Linked DNA regions of Sus scrofa: all the other regions are linked to region 1. The links are chromatin contacts, called in public HiChIP or PLAC-seq and promoter capture Hi-C maps. All regions are on one chromosome and are shown on one strand. Each heading gives the region's core, a stretch centred on a gene start, on an enhancer-like site or on the middle of the called end of the contact. The rest is flanking DNA. Distances are from core to core; before and after follow the strand shown.

Region 1 (3,800 bases), core at 76-2,575:
GTGGAATATAGGGATAGAAGAGATATCCAGACCTAGTCCTGGGAATCCTGATTGTATTGCTCAAGAGGAGAAAAAGGCACAGTGGTCATTCCTGCTCTGGGACTTTCTCTTTCTCTCTTGCTCTCTCTGATTTTTGTTGTTGTTGTTGTTCTACCCAGTTTTGTGGAGGGTTTCTTGCCCTTTTTTGGAGGCTTAAGTTCTTCTGCCAGTGTTCAATAGATGTTCTGTGCGAATTGTTCTATGTGTAGTTTTGTTTTTTTGATGCGTGTGCCACTTCCAAGTTGAGCTCTGCGGTCCTGCAAGCCGTAGAGCACATGGAGTGGGAGTTGTCAAAAAACAACTTTCTTTTGTGGGAGAAGGTGAGGGAGACATCTTAACTCCTCTGCCATCTCGATCCTTCTCTCCTGCTCTGGGTCTTATTCCCTTTTCTCAAGGAACATGTTTGACCTTCTGAGCTCTTCCAGGCTTATTTATCTGCCTTTGGCTCCAAAATTACTATATCACTGAAACTCCTCCTATCTACAAGGTCTTCTCCCTTTGACATCTCACAGTCTTCCTGCCAAGACTTCTGAGGGGCCTATGGTCATGCCACTATTCCACCCTGAGGTCTGGGTGGTTCTGACTTTACCAGGTCTTTGCACTTACTGCCCTCTAGGCCACATGGCTTTTCTTCAGATGCTCCTATGGCCAGATCCTGCCCAGGCCTCTGAGCCAGCTTAAATGCCATCCCCTAATGTGGGCCCTCTTGCTCTGCACTATAGCTGGAACCACTCTGAGGTGGTAATGTGCATTTTTACGTTGACTCTCGGTTATGTCCCTGGCACTTAGTAAGGGCTAGCAAACGGGAGGATCCTAGGGTGTGTTGAAAGTAGAAATTAAAAATAAGCGGCGCCAATGGACCCGCTTAACGGGAAAACCATTAATTGCTGCGCCTTGCGGAGAGACTGCCCGGCAGGCCCGGTGGGCTATTGGCGCACGCGCACTGAGGGCCAGAGCGCTGGCGGGAGCGCGCACGCCCGCGGCAGCGTGCGTCACAACCCGGGCTCCTGCCCCGCCCGTCCCGCTTGCCCGCCTGTCGGTACCCGCGGCTACGGCGGCGGCTGCCCAGTGACAGCGGCGGCGGTACCAGGCCGGCCGGAGTAGCGTAGGGTGGCGTGACCCGGAAACGCACACCCGGCCAAAGGGCGACCTGGCGCGAGGGGGGCCCAGCCCAGGTCGCGCGTGAGGAGACCTCGCGGGTGCCGGGCGGGAGGCCGGCGTGAGGGAGCGCCCAGACAGTGGCTGCCGGCGGCCGGGTCCTGCCTGTCCTCGCGGCCGCCGCCGGCATGAGCCACATCCAGATCCCGCCTGGGCTCACGGAGCTGCTGCAGGGCTACACCGTGGAGGTGCTGCGGCGGCAGCCACCCGACCTGGTCGACTTCGCGGTGGACTACTTCACCCGCCTGCGCGAGGCCCGCTCCCGAGCCTCCACCCCACCCGCCGCCCCTCCTTCCGGCTCCCAGGATCTAGAGCCCAGCTCTGGCCTTGTCACCGACGCGATCGCGGACAGCGAGTCGGAGGACGACGAGGACTTGGACGGTAGGAGGCAGGCTGGGCCAGGGGTCGCGGTGGGGGGGTCGAAGGAGCAGTGGCGGGTCGGGTAGGGGTCTCTAGGAGTTCCAGAGGGGGCTTCGGGGGCTAGGCCTGCAACCCTGGGCCCGGGACCTTGAAGCTCTCGAGCGGAGTTTGTCTGGGTTCCCGAACGGCGGGCTTGATCCCCGCGTGTGCCACTTCCAAATTGAGCTCGGCAGTCCTGCGAGCCGTAGAGCGCACGGAGTGGGAGTTGTCAGATTCAGCTCAAGAGAAACGTGCGCGCTTTCGGCCCGCATGCTGGCGCGGGGCCGGAGGGGCGTGGAGCCCACGGCTGCTTGGCCTCTGCTGGAGACCCTTCGCCCACTTTCGTTCCGAAGACAAGAACATTCACATCCACTGACTCATATTTCATAGCCAGGAAGGTAACTTTGTCTGGAAAGAATTCATTTTGTGAAGTTATTGTGAAAAACTTCGAGCATATACAAAAATAGAGAGAAAATGTGAAATGAACCCCCTATATGCCATCACCCCCATTACACAGTTGAAAGATCTGTCACAGATGTTTCAGCTGTATTTTTTTTTTCCTCTTTGCTGAAGTATTTTAAAGCAAATTCCAGCATTTCACCCTTGGTCCTTGAGTATGCATTTCTTAAAGTACGGATCCTGGAAAGAAAAAAAACCCTATATATATAATATCTATCTATCTATATATATATATATATACACACACACACATAATAATATAATAATAATTTATATATATATATAAATTTGGCTAAGATAATTGGATCAAATAAATTTGATGAGGGTAAACAATAACTTTTTTTAGCATACGGGTTGCAGGAAAGAGAACAGTAACACTTTCTATATATATTTAAGCAGGGTTGTCAGAAAGCAATTCCATTTTCCTTGGTTGCTTCAACATAGGCTTTGTCAACTTAACAATAGAATTACCCTACTTTTGAACAGCCAGATTTTTTGAACTCATTTTAAAAAATTAAATTATAGGAGTTCCCGTTGTGGCGCAGTGGACAAATCTGACTAGGAACCATGAGGTTGCAGGTTTGATCCCTGGCCTTGCTCAGTGGGTTAAGGATCTGGTGTTGCCCTGAGCTGTGGTGTAGCTTGCAGACTCGACTTGGATCCCACGTTGCTGTGGCTCTGGTGTAGGCCAGTGGCTACAGCTCCGATTAGACCCCTAGCCTGGGAACCTCCACATGCCACAGGAGCGGCCCTAGAAAAGGCAAAAAGACAAAAAAAAAAAAAATTAATTATAGTTGATTTACAATGTGTCAATTTCTGCTGCACAGCAAAGTGACTCAGTCATACACACACACACACACACACACATATATACACACATATATATGTATATATATACACACACACACACACATTCTTTTAATATTATTTTCCACCATGGTCTGTCCTAGACTGGATATAGTTCTCTGTGCTATACATAGGACTTTATTGTCTACCCATTCTAAATGTAATAGCTGGCATCTATTAACCCCACACTCCCAGCCCATTCCACTCCCTTCTCCCTCCCCTAGACAGTCAGAAGTCTGTTCTCCATGTGTGTGAGTCTTGGACAGCCAGAATTTAACAAAAAAGTGAAAACATTTGCAGGACAGAGTTAGAGACTTAGTGTTGCTAGATCATATTGGAGAAAAAAAACCCCAACAACCTAGTTCTGAATTGAATCCATATTCAAGTCAGACTGGCAGGGAGTTAATTATTGGTCATTGCTGTTAGAGGTTGTAAGCTTCAGTTTCTGGACAGCTTTCCTAAGTTTATTCATACCAAGTGTGGAAATTGCTTTTCTGGGTTTCCCCTGACTTAATACACATTAAATTATGGGTTTTTCACCTTGAACCTGGAAATCAGAAATTATTTTCCAACTCTGCCACCAGATCTCTGCCACAGAAGTGTTTGGTGGCCCAAGACAAAGCTGCGGAACCTGTTTGATTTTAAATTCACTTATCTTTAAAATAGGTACAGTGACAACAACTTCCTAGGGATAAATTGGTTTTTTATTTGTTTTTGCTTTTTGGCTACATTTGTGGCATGTGGAGGTTCCCAGGCCAGGGATTGAACCCGTGCCACAGTTGTGACTTGCACCATAAATGTGTGGCAAAACTGGATCCTTAACCTGATACACCACAAGGGAATTTCTGGGATAAATATGTTTTTAAAAGCTTTGTTTCAGGAGTGAATCCTACATTTGT
Region 2 (3,571 bases), core at 1,021-3,520, 140 kb before region 1:
GCAAGCCATTTACTGTATGCTAACTCTACATTGGCAGTATCATCAAGGCTCTGACCCTGTCTGTGTTTCTTGCCTCTTCTTGCAGTGAAGCTGACAAAATCAAGGTGGCCCAGGGGGTGTCTGGGGCTGTGCAGGACAAAGGATCCATCCACAAATTTGTTCCATACTTGATTGCCGGCATCCAGCACTCCTGCCAGGACATTGGTGCTAAGAGTTTAACCCAAGTCCGGTAAGTTTAGGGAGCAGGGCCATCGACTAGAGGGGCTGGACGAGGGCCAGCTCCCCACATCTGACCACCACCCCTGTTCAGAGCCATGATGTATTCTGGGGAGCTCAAGTTTGAAAAGAGAACATCTTCAGCTCAGGTTGAAGGTGGCGTCCACAGCCTTCATTCGTAAGTGACCAACCCTTTCCATTCCTCTGTCCTTGGGGTTGAGGTGTCTCCCATGCCTCGGTCTTCCTGCCCTCACCCTCACAGCTGGTCCTTCTGCCAACAGGTATGAGAAGCGTCTTTTCTGAAAAGGGATACAGCACACCTCCTTGGTTTTTCAATAAAAGTTTGAAAAAAAGTGATGCCTGATCTTTGAGGTCAACAACAAGCAGGTAGTGCTCTGCAGCTGCCACCATCACAGATACACACCAACACAGTACCGTCATTTCCAGGGAAAACCTCAAGCCCTGAGATGAGGGTGCTGTGAGCACCTGGACGTAGGTGGTAGTGCTAGATTCAGAAAGTCCCTTCTCTGGCAGCTCAGACCAGTTCTGGCTCCCAAGGGTTTGGTCTCAAACTGTGACTCTGACTGTAGCTGCTAAGAAAGGGTCACAGAACAGGCCATGAGGCTATAGACTGGCATCCACAGGGCCTCCTGCTAGCCCAAAGCTTGGCCACAGGGGATCAGGCTGAGACCCCACATACATGTTCTCTAACTTGAATCTCTAAAGGGCCTTGTGGAGAAAGCACTGAAGTCCCCTCAAATCTGCATGTGAGCAAAGAGATGTACAGTTTATAACAGACACCTATACAGCTTCCTCGCCTCTTGAGTATCCCCTTGATTTTTTCACAACCCCCTCCATGAACCCACGGAGCCAGCAGCTCCTGTCCAGCAATACACCTAGTACAAAATTGTGAGAAGTAGATTAAATTATTAATTTGCTGGCTAGAAAGACAAGTTGTTACAGTGCCAAAGGGGAGGAGCTAGTAAAAACTGGAAACCCCTGCACTCAGCAAAGGGTGGCAAGGTTCCTGGTGGTTCATTTTTTTGAGACTTGGGCCAAAGATGTGAGAGCAGCCCCTCCAGGTGGGGGAATGAGAGCAGCTCCTGTCACCCGGCCTTCATGACACAGGAAGTTGAAAGTGGCACAGGCATTGGGCTGCAAAGAGAAAGCCAGCATCAGCTGGGCTAGGGCCAAGGCCAGGCCTGGGCTCGCCTCAGCATTCCCGAGTACCAGACATACTGTGTCCTGCACTTCCACAGCGATGCCCCGCTGCCTCATGGCTCGCAGCACCTGGGGCTGCAGCCGCTCAGTCCGGTCTCCAGTGCCCACCACAACAATCTCTAGGGAAAGATGAGCATAGCAAGGCTGCAACGAGGTCTATCGAGAGGGTGGGTTTCCGGGGCTCATCACCTCAGCCTTCCCTTCCTCCAGTACCTATTCGGGGCTCCAGCATCCAAAAGAGAGAGAAGCTTCCTTCGGTGATGTCCTGGTGGGAACCTACCTGTGTGGGAAGGAGACAAGTTAATTACAAGTCTATGGAGGTTTCCCCACCGACCCTCTACCTGCTCCAAAGCGGGGCAAAAGAAAAGCCAAGTTTGCCAAGGACGGAGTCAGGAAGGCAGGCCTGACTCTGGTCCTCGGGTTTCCTTATTGCAGGGAAGGGCTCACGTTCCACTGCACCACCGAGTGCGGAAGCAGCGCGCAGGGCCCAAGCACGCGATTTCCATTGACCACGAAGCCGCGGCTGCTGTAGCTGTCGATGTACATCGCCTGCGGGGACTCGCGCTGCAGCAGAGATATTCGCGTCCGCTGATACAGCTCATCATCCGTCGGCGTGAGCCGATGCCCACGCCCTGGGGCCCTGCGGAGGGGTATGGTCGGGGTCTAAGGGGCTGGGAGTCGCTGGCTGTGGGGGGCAGGTGGTCAGGGACGGTGGGTCCGGCCTCACCAGGACAGCTGCGCGAGCGGCCAGCGAAGGATGTGTCGCGCTCGATACAAGCTCCGAAGCACGAACACCGCTGCCATGGCGGATCAGCGCACAGGGAGACCGGCGCAGGGTCAGCGGGGTCGTGGCGTCACCCAGCCCGGAGCAACGACAGCGCCCCCAGCGTCGCGGAGGGCACCGCGCAGCTCTGCCGGCCCCGGGCTGGAGACGGGAGGGAGCCGACCAGGGGCTTAGGTCCCAGCAGGGCGGGTCTCCCGGTGCGGCTCCAGTGTCTGCAGCTGCCGTCCGCCCCGCCCCAGGCCCCCGCAGGCCGTTCTGGGGGAGCCGGACACCTGGTGGCGTGACAGGCCTCAGCACAGTCTGAGCCCCAGCCGCGGCCGGGCCCCCGGCTCTTAGCCATTAAGCCGGGCTCTTGGGACCCGGGGAGGGGCGGCCTAGCACCTGTTCGAGTCCCGCACACCTGGCCAGGGCGTGGTGCCAGCCTCCAAATTTCTAATCCCGGCTTCGCGGAGTCGGATTCCGAGGGCGGTGCGGGCAGCTCAGGTTTCCCCCTCTCGCCCTCCGAGTTCAGCCCCTCCCAACCGTTCACCCGCGCGACCGTTGGCAACGCCGCGGCGTTTCACACCAGGCGTCGTTGCGCTTGGATTGGCTTCTCTGGAGGGCGAGGGGGCGTGGCTGAGTGGTTTCGCCTTAAAATGGCTCCAACTCTGCGGCTAGAACAAGCGGAAGAGGACGCGACGTCAGGCTGGTCGTTGCTGCTCCTGGGTCGGACCGGGCCGAAACGGACCAGACATTGAACTATACAGCGGCCGGAGTATCGCCCTATTCTTGTTCACCTCGCTCTGCGTCCAGAGAATCCCTCCCCCGCGTCTTGAGCCGAATCAGAAGGCCTACTGGTGCCAGAGTCGCTGGCGCCCGCGCAGGTTCCGACATCTCGGCGCGCCTACTGTATGGTGGCCTCCGGGGAAACATTGCTGCGTCTGCCGCCCGCGGGGCCAGGCTGGCGGGGGGGTTTCGAACAACCGAGGACGTTCTCAGTAGATCTCCGGGGGTCCCGTCGCTGCCTTGAGGGCTCATTGGGCTTCTCGCACTCCCGACACTGGCAGCGTCACCAGACAAAGGGCCCGGGTGCGGGGGTGTCCCAGGGGAGGGTTTACTTCCTCTCCGAGGCCCCACGGGCGCGCTTCCCTCTTGGCTGATCCTGAAGCCCGCCCCGCCACCGCCAGTGTAGTGGCCCTGACTGCATGGGACCAACAGGATTAATCCTACCCCGTGGATCTAATCCAGATTGGGACCCAGTCCCGGGGGGGGGGGTCCCCACCACACCTATTGTTTTGGGGCCCAGGTGAGCGAGCGGCTCGTTCCTACCGCACTTGATTTCACCACCTTCTCTTGGCTCCCTCTCCTGGG
Region 3 (3,534 bases), core at 306-2,805, 220 kb before region 1:
GAGAGCGGGTTGCCAGGGCCCGAAGAGGGCTGGCGGCGGCGGCCTCGCTCGGTGAGTGGGGCGGGCCGCTGCTTGCCTTTCTCGCCAGAGCCGGGAGGCCGCTACGCGGCCCGGGGCAGCCTGTTCAAGGTCACGGGCCGCACCAGCCTCCACCCCTCGAGCCCTACGGGGTGCCGGGCCCACTGGTGCAGGCGGGGCCGTTACGTTACGCCCGTGACCGGCCTTCGGTCTTGGAGAGGGCTGGCGGCGGGCGAGGGCGGCTTCCTGGAGGAGGTGGTAGTGGTGATGGGCCCAGGGTTCGGAGGCTGGAGCTGGGTTGCAGTCTGGCCGGCGCCGGTCTGTGGTCAGTAACCCCGCGCGGCCTTGGATCTCTAGACAGCCCCTTTCCCTCCTTAATGTCCCAGGAGGAAAGGGGAGGGACGCGATGTTCGCCTGGGGCCTGGGAGCAAAGAGGCGGAGGATGTCTGTCCCTCTGCTCTGGACCTGTCGTCATTGAAGATGCAGCTCACTAGTCCCACATCTGACCCATAGAAGAACATCTTACCCCTCCCCTCATAGCCACAACCCTTGGGAACACAGACTAATCACTATCTGTCCTGCTACTGTCTCAGGCCATGCTTGAGGCTGCTAGGGGTCCTGGTTCCATGGTTCCTTCATGCCCACCTTATCTCGGTTTTGAGAACGTTATTTTGGATGAAGAAACAGCCCAGAACCCACTGGTGGGTTTGTGGGAAATGGGTAGAAGGTCTCAGGCTCAGAGCTGATAAATGTGTGGACCTGGTAAGGAAGGGTTTCAGTCTCAAACTGGATGCCCGTCCTGCCTTGGTTTTGGGGCAGGATTGCTGCTGAAATGGTAGTGTGACATCTGAATGCACTGTTCACCCTGGCTTTTACAATTCTCTGTCTGCATGGGACAGCAACTGGAGAGAGAAATCTTTCCAGATGTAGGAGAAAAAAAGAAATAAATGGAGTAATGCATAGAAGCAGGTTCAGAGGAGGGTGGGAACTGGCTGGTGGCAGGTGAGGTGCCTTAATCTCAAGAGCTTGCCTGGTCAGTGGTAGCAGCTGGGCTGGGCCTGTTTTCAGCCAGAGAGCCTGGTCCTCCTGCTGTTTGATTGCCTGTCTCCCTCTTTCCTGCCTTCCTCCTCCACCTCCTACTTCTCGGGTGGTGACTAAGCAGCCAGTGAGAGTGAAGGGAAAGTGAGCACCCTGCTCAGAGCACCAGCCTGTGGGCTGAAGCCATGGCTCCTCTCCAGATTGATGGTGGAGCCTGGTCCCAGGCTGTGGCTGCCTTGACCTGGCGTCTCCTCAGTGAGACTCCTTTGTGGGTCTTCATGGCAGACCTCCTAGATAGGATGCTCAGCCAGCAGTGGCTGCTGCTCCTTGTGTTTTTTGTTTCCCTCTAGGAATAGTCTGAGAGTATCCAGGGCTAGATCAGGTGATGGAGAGACATTGCTCTGTCGGGTTAGAAGTGTCCCAGGTTGCCAAGCCGTGGGCGTGACCAAGGAGCAAATTTGGGGCCTTGGTAGTGATCACTGGTTTGCTTCTCATTAGGCTGTCAGTTCCTTGCTGGAAGATTTGGCCACAAAGAGTTGCCAAGATAGCTGGGCCAGGAAGAAAGCGCCGTAGCCCTGACCCAGACGCCGTTGCCGACCCTGGGGCACTCTGGCTGTCGACCAAGCGGCTCAAGATGTCTGGAGGGGCCAGCACCACAGGCCCAAGGAGAGGGCCCCTGGGACTGGAAGAGGCCACCAGTAAGAAGAAGCAGAAGGATCGAGCAAACCAGGAGAGCAAGGATGGAGATCCCAGGAGAGGTGGTAGTGTCAATCCCAGAGGGCTCATGACCTTCTGCTCCTCCCTTCCTGTTGAGTGTGTGGATTAGAGGTTGGGAGATGACTTTTTTGTTCCTTCTGTCCTGATCTGATGCTGAGAGAAGGACCAATGGCAGGCTGGGTAGAGCCTTAGCTTTGAAGTTGGGGTGCTTGGCTGAGATCCTAAAGATGGTGTTTGGTGGGTGTTAGAATCTTGGAGGCTTCCCATCTGTCATCCTTTCCCTGTTCTTTCCTTTGTTGTCAGGGTCAGCATCCGCTCCTCAGGAGGAGCATACCAAAGAGGGTGAGTAATGTACAGGCCTTCTGGATGTTAGACTGCTAGGGGAGAGGGGGGGTCGTGGGGTTATAGCCTTTGTCTAGAACAATTTTGTTAGGGTTGGTGTCTGGTGCCTGCTTATCCTCATCAGAAGTTCATGGAGACCCTCACAATCTTTTTGGAACTCCTTCTACAGAGTTGTTGCTGGATTGGAGGCAGAGTTCTGATGAGGTGATTGTCAAGTTGCGTGTGGGAGCTGGTCCCCTGAGGCTGGATGAAGTAGATGCTGCTTTCACGGACACAGACTGTGTGGTGCGGCTTCCAGGTCTGTTCATCTGCTTTGAGCCTAGCAGTAGATTTGAATCCTTGGCTATCTCCTACCCCAGCTCACTGCTTCCACTCTGTCGCCAGGTGGTCGGCAGTGGGGTGGTGTTTTCTATGCTGAGATAGATGGTTCCTGTACCAAAGTGCAGGCTCGCAAAGGTGGCCTCCTGCAGCTCTCACTGCCCAAGAAGGTGCCTATGCTCATGTGGCCCTCTCTCCTGGTAAGTTCCAGAGCAAGGTAAGGCAGGGATACTCACTGTAGTTGACCAAGTCTGACTGCTGTATCTTTGGCAGAAGAAACCTCTAGGGACCCAGGAGTTGGTGCCAGGGCTGCGGTGCCAGGAGAATGGGCAGGAAGCATCTCCCATTGCCTCGGAGCCAGGCCCTGAGCCCCGCCGGGCTAAGCAGGAGGCCCGGAACCAGAAACGGGCCCAGGGCCGTAGTGAGGCAGGCACAGGGGCTGGCCCTGGGGCCCAGGCAGGCCCCAGCGCCAAGAGAGCTGTGCATCTCCGCAGAGGGCCAGAAGGGGAAGGGTCCAGAGATGGCCCTGGACCCCGGGGTGATGCCCCCCCTTTCCTGGCTGAGCCAGCATCCACCCAGGTGAGATTGGCGTGCCTGCTTGGAAGTTGTTAGACAAGAGGAAAGGGTGTGGACTGCAGTGGGTAGCCACCAGCCAGACCCAGGGCTGATTCTGCAAACAATCTTGCCGTAAATAGGCTGAGGCTGAGGAACAGCTCCGTGTACCACCACTGAACCCCCAGACCTGCCTCCTGGGCTCAGAGGAGGATCTAGAACTTTTGACAGGAGAGAAGGCAGTGTCCGCCAGGAATGATCCAGTGTCCCCAGCCATGGCCCGGAGCAGAGACCCCGAGAAAGGTGACCGTTCCAAAGAGGAGATGGCAGTGGCAGCAGATGCTGCAACCTTGGTGGATGGTAAAGGTGGGGCTGGGGCCCAGCAGGCCGAGCTCTAGGTTGGGTTGCAAGGTTGGTGGGTGGGTGGGTGGGTAAGGAGTAGAATAGGAATAGTCTGGAACCTGTCCTGGGTGGTGCTGAGCTGTGGTCTCAACGTAGAGCCTGAGTCCATGGTGAACCTGGCATTTGTCAAGAATGACTCCTATGAGA

What was found. Promoter capture Hi-C pulls out the DNA fragments that hold promoters and counts their contacts. HiChIP or PLAC-seq counts read pairs in DNA pulled down with a chosen protein or histone mark.
Region 2: a promoter capture Hi-C map of fetal liver shows a contact between it and region 1, with 2.6 times the contacts expected there. The contact joins the promoter of NDUFAF3 here to the promoter of PRKAR2A in region 1. A contact is called at or near these places in 3 of 5 promoter capture datasets (fetal liver, fetal skeletal muscle and liver), 3 of 47 Hi-C or Micro-C datasets (heart right ventricle, liver and skeletal muscle) and 2 of 2 datasets of contacts at active chromatin or transcription factors (alveolar macrophages and skeletal muscle).
Region 3: a contact with region 1 is called in an H3K27ac HiChIP or PLAC-seq map of alveolar macrophages. The contact joins the promoter of USP19 here to the promoter of PRKAR2A in region 1. A contact is called at or near these places in 1 of 5 promoter capture datasets (fetal liver) and 1 of 2 datasets of contacts at active chromatin or transcription factors (alveolar macrophages).

Annotation. Positions count from the first base shown.
Region 1 is chr13:31,514,530-31,518,329 of Sscrofa11.1, reverse strand. It overlaps PRKAR2A (protein kinase cAMP-dependent type II regulatory subunit alpha), which reads left to right and starts at 1,325. Exons shown (of 11, transcript NM_214258.2): 1 at 1,325-1,578. The coding sequence starts at 1,326.
Region 2 is chr13:31,655,640-31,659,210 of Sscrofa11.1, reverse strand. NDUFAF3 (NADH:ubiquinone oxidoreductase complex assembly factor 3) reads right to left here and starts at 2,270. Exons shown (of 5, transcript NM_001243606.1): 1 at 2,165-2,270; 2 at 1,885-2,077; 3 at 1,651-1,717; 4 at 1,456-1,556; 5 at 1,124-1,371. The coding sequence starts at 2,241. The coding sequence ends at 1,252. It overlaps DALRD3 (DALR anticodon-binding domain-containing protein 3), which reads left to right and starts at 2,905. Exons shown (of 14, transcript XM_021070653.1): 1 at 2,905-3,109. IMPDH2 (inosine-5'-monophosphate dehydrogenase 2) reads left to right here. Exons shown (of 15, transcript XM_005669533.3): 13 at 86-229; 14 at 311-394; 15 at 498-569. The coding sequence ends at 519.
Region 3 is chr13:31,734,454-31,737,987 of Sscrofa11.1, reverse strand. USP19 (ubiquitin specific peptidase 19) reads left to right here and starts at 1,555. Exons shown (of 26, transcript NM_001271714.1): 1 at 1,555-1,817; 2 at 2,077-2,115; 3 at 2,240-2,413; 4 at 2,500-2,633; 5 at 2,707-3,012; 6 at 3,129-3,345; 7 at 3,484-3,534. The coding sequence starts at 1,691.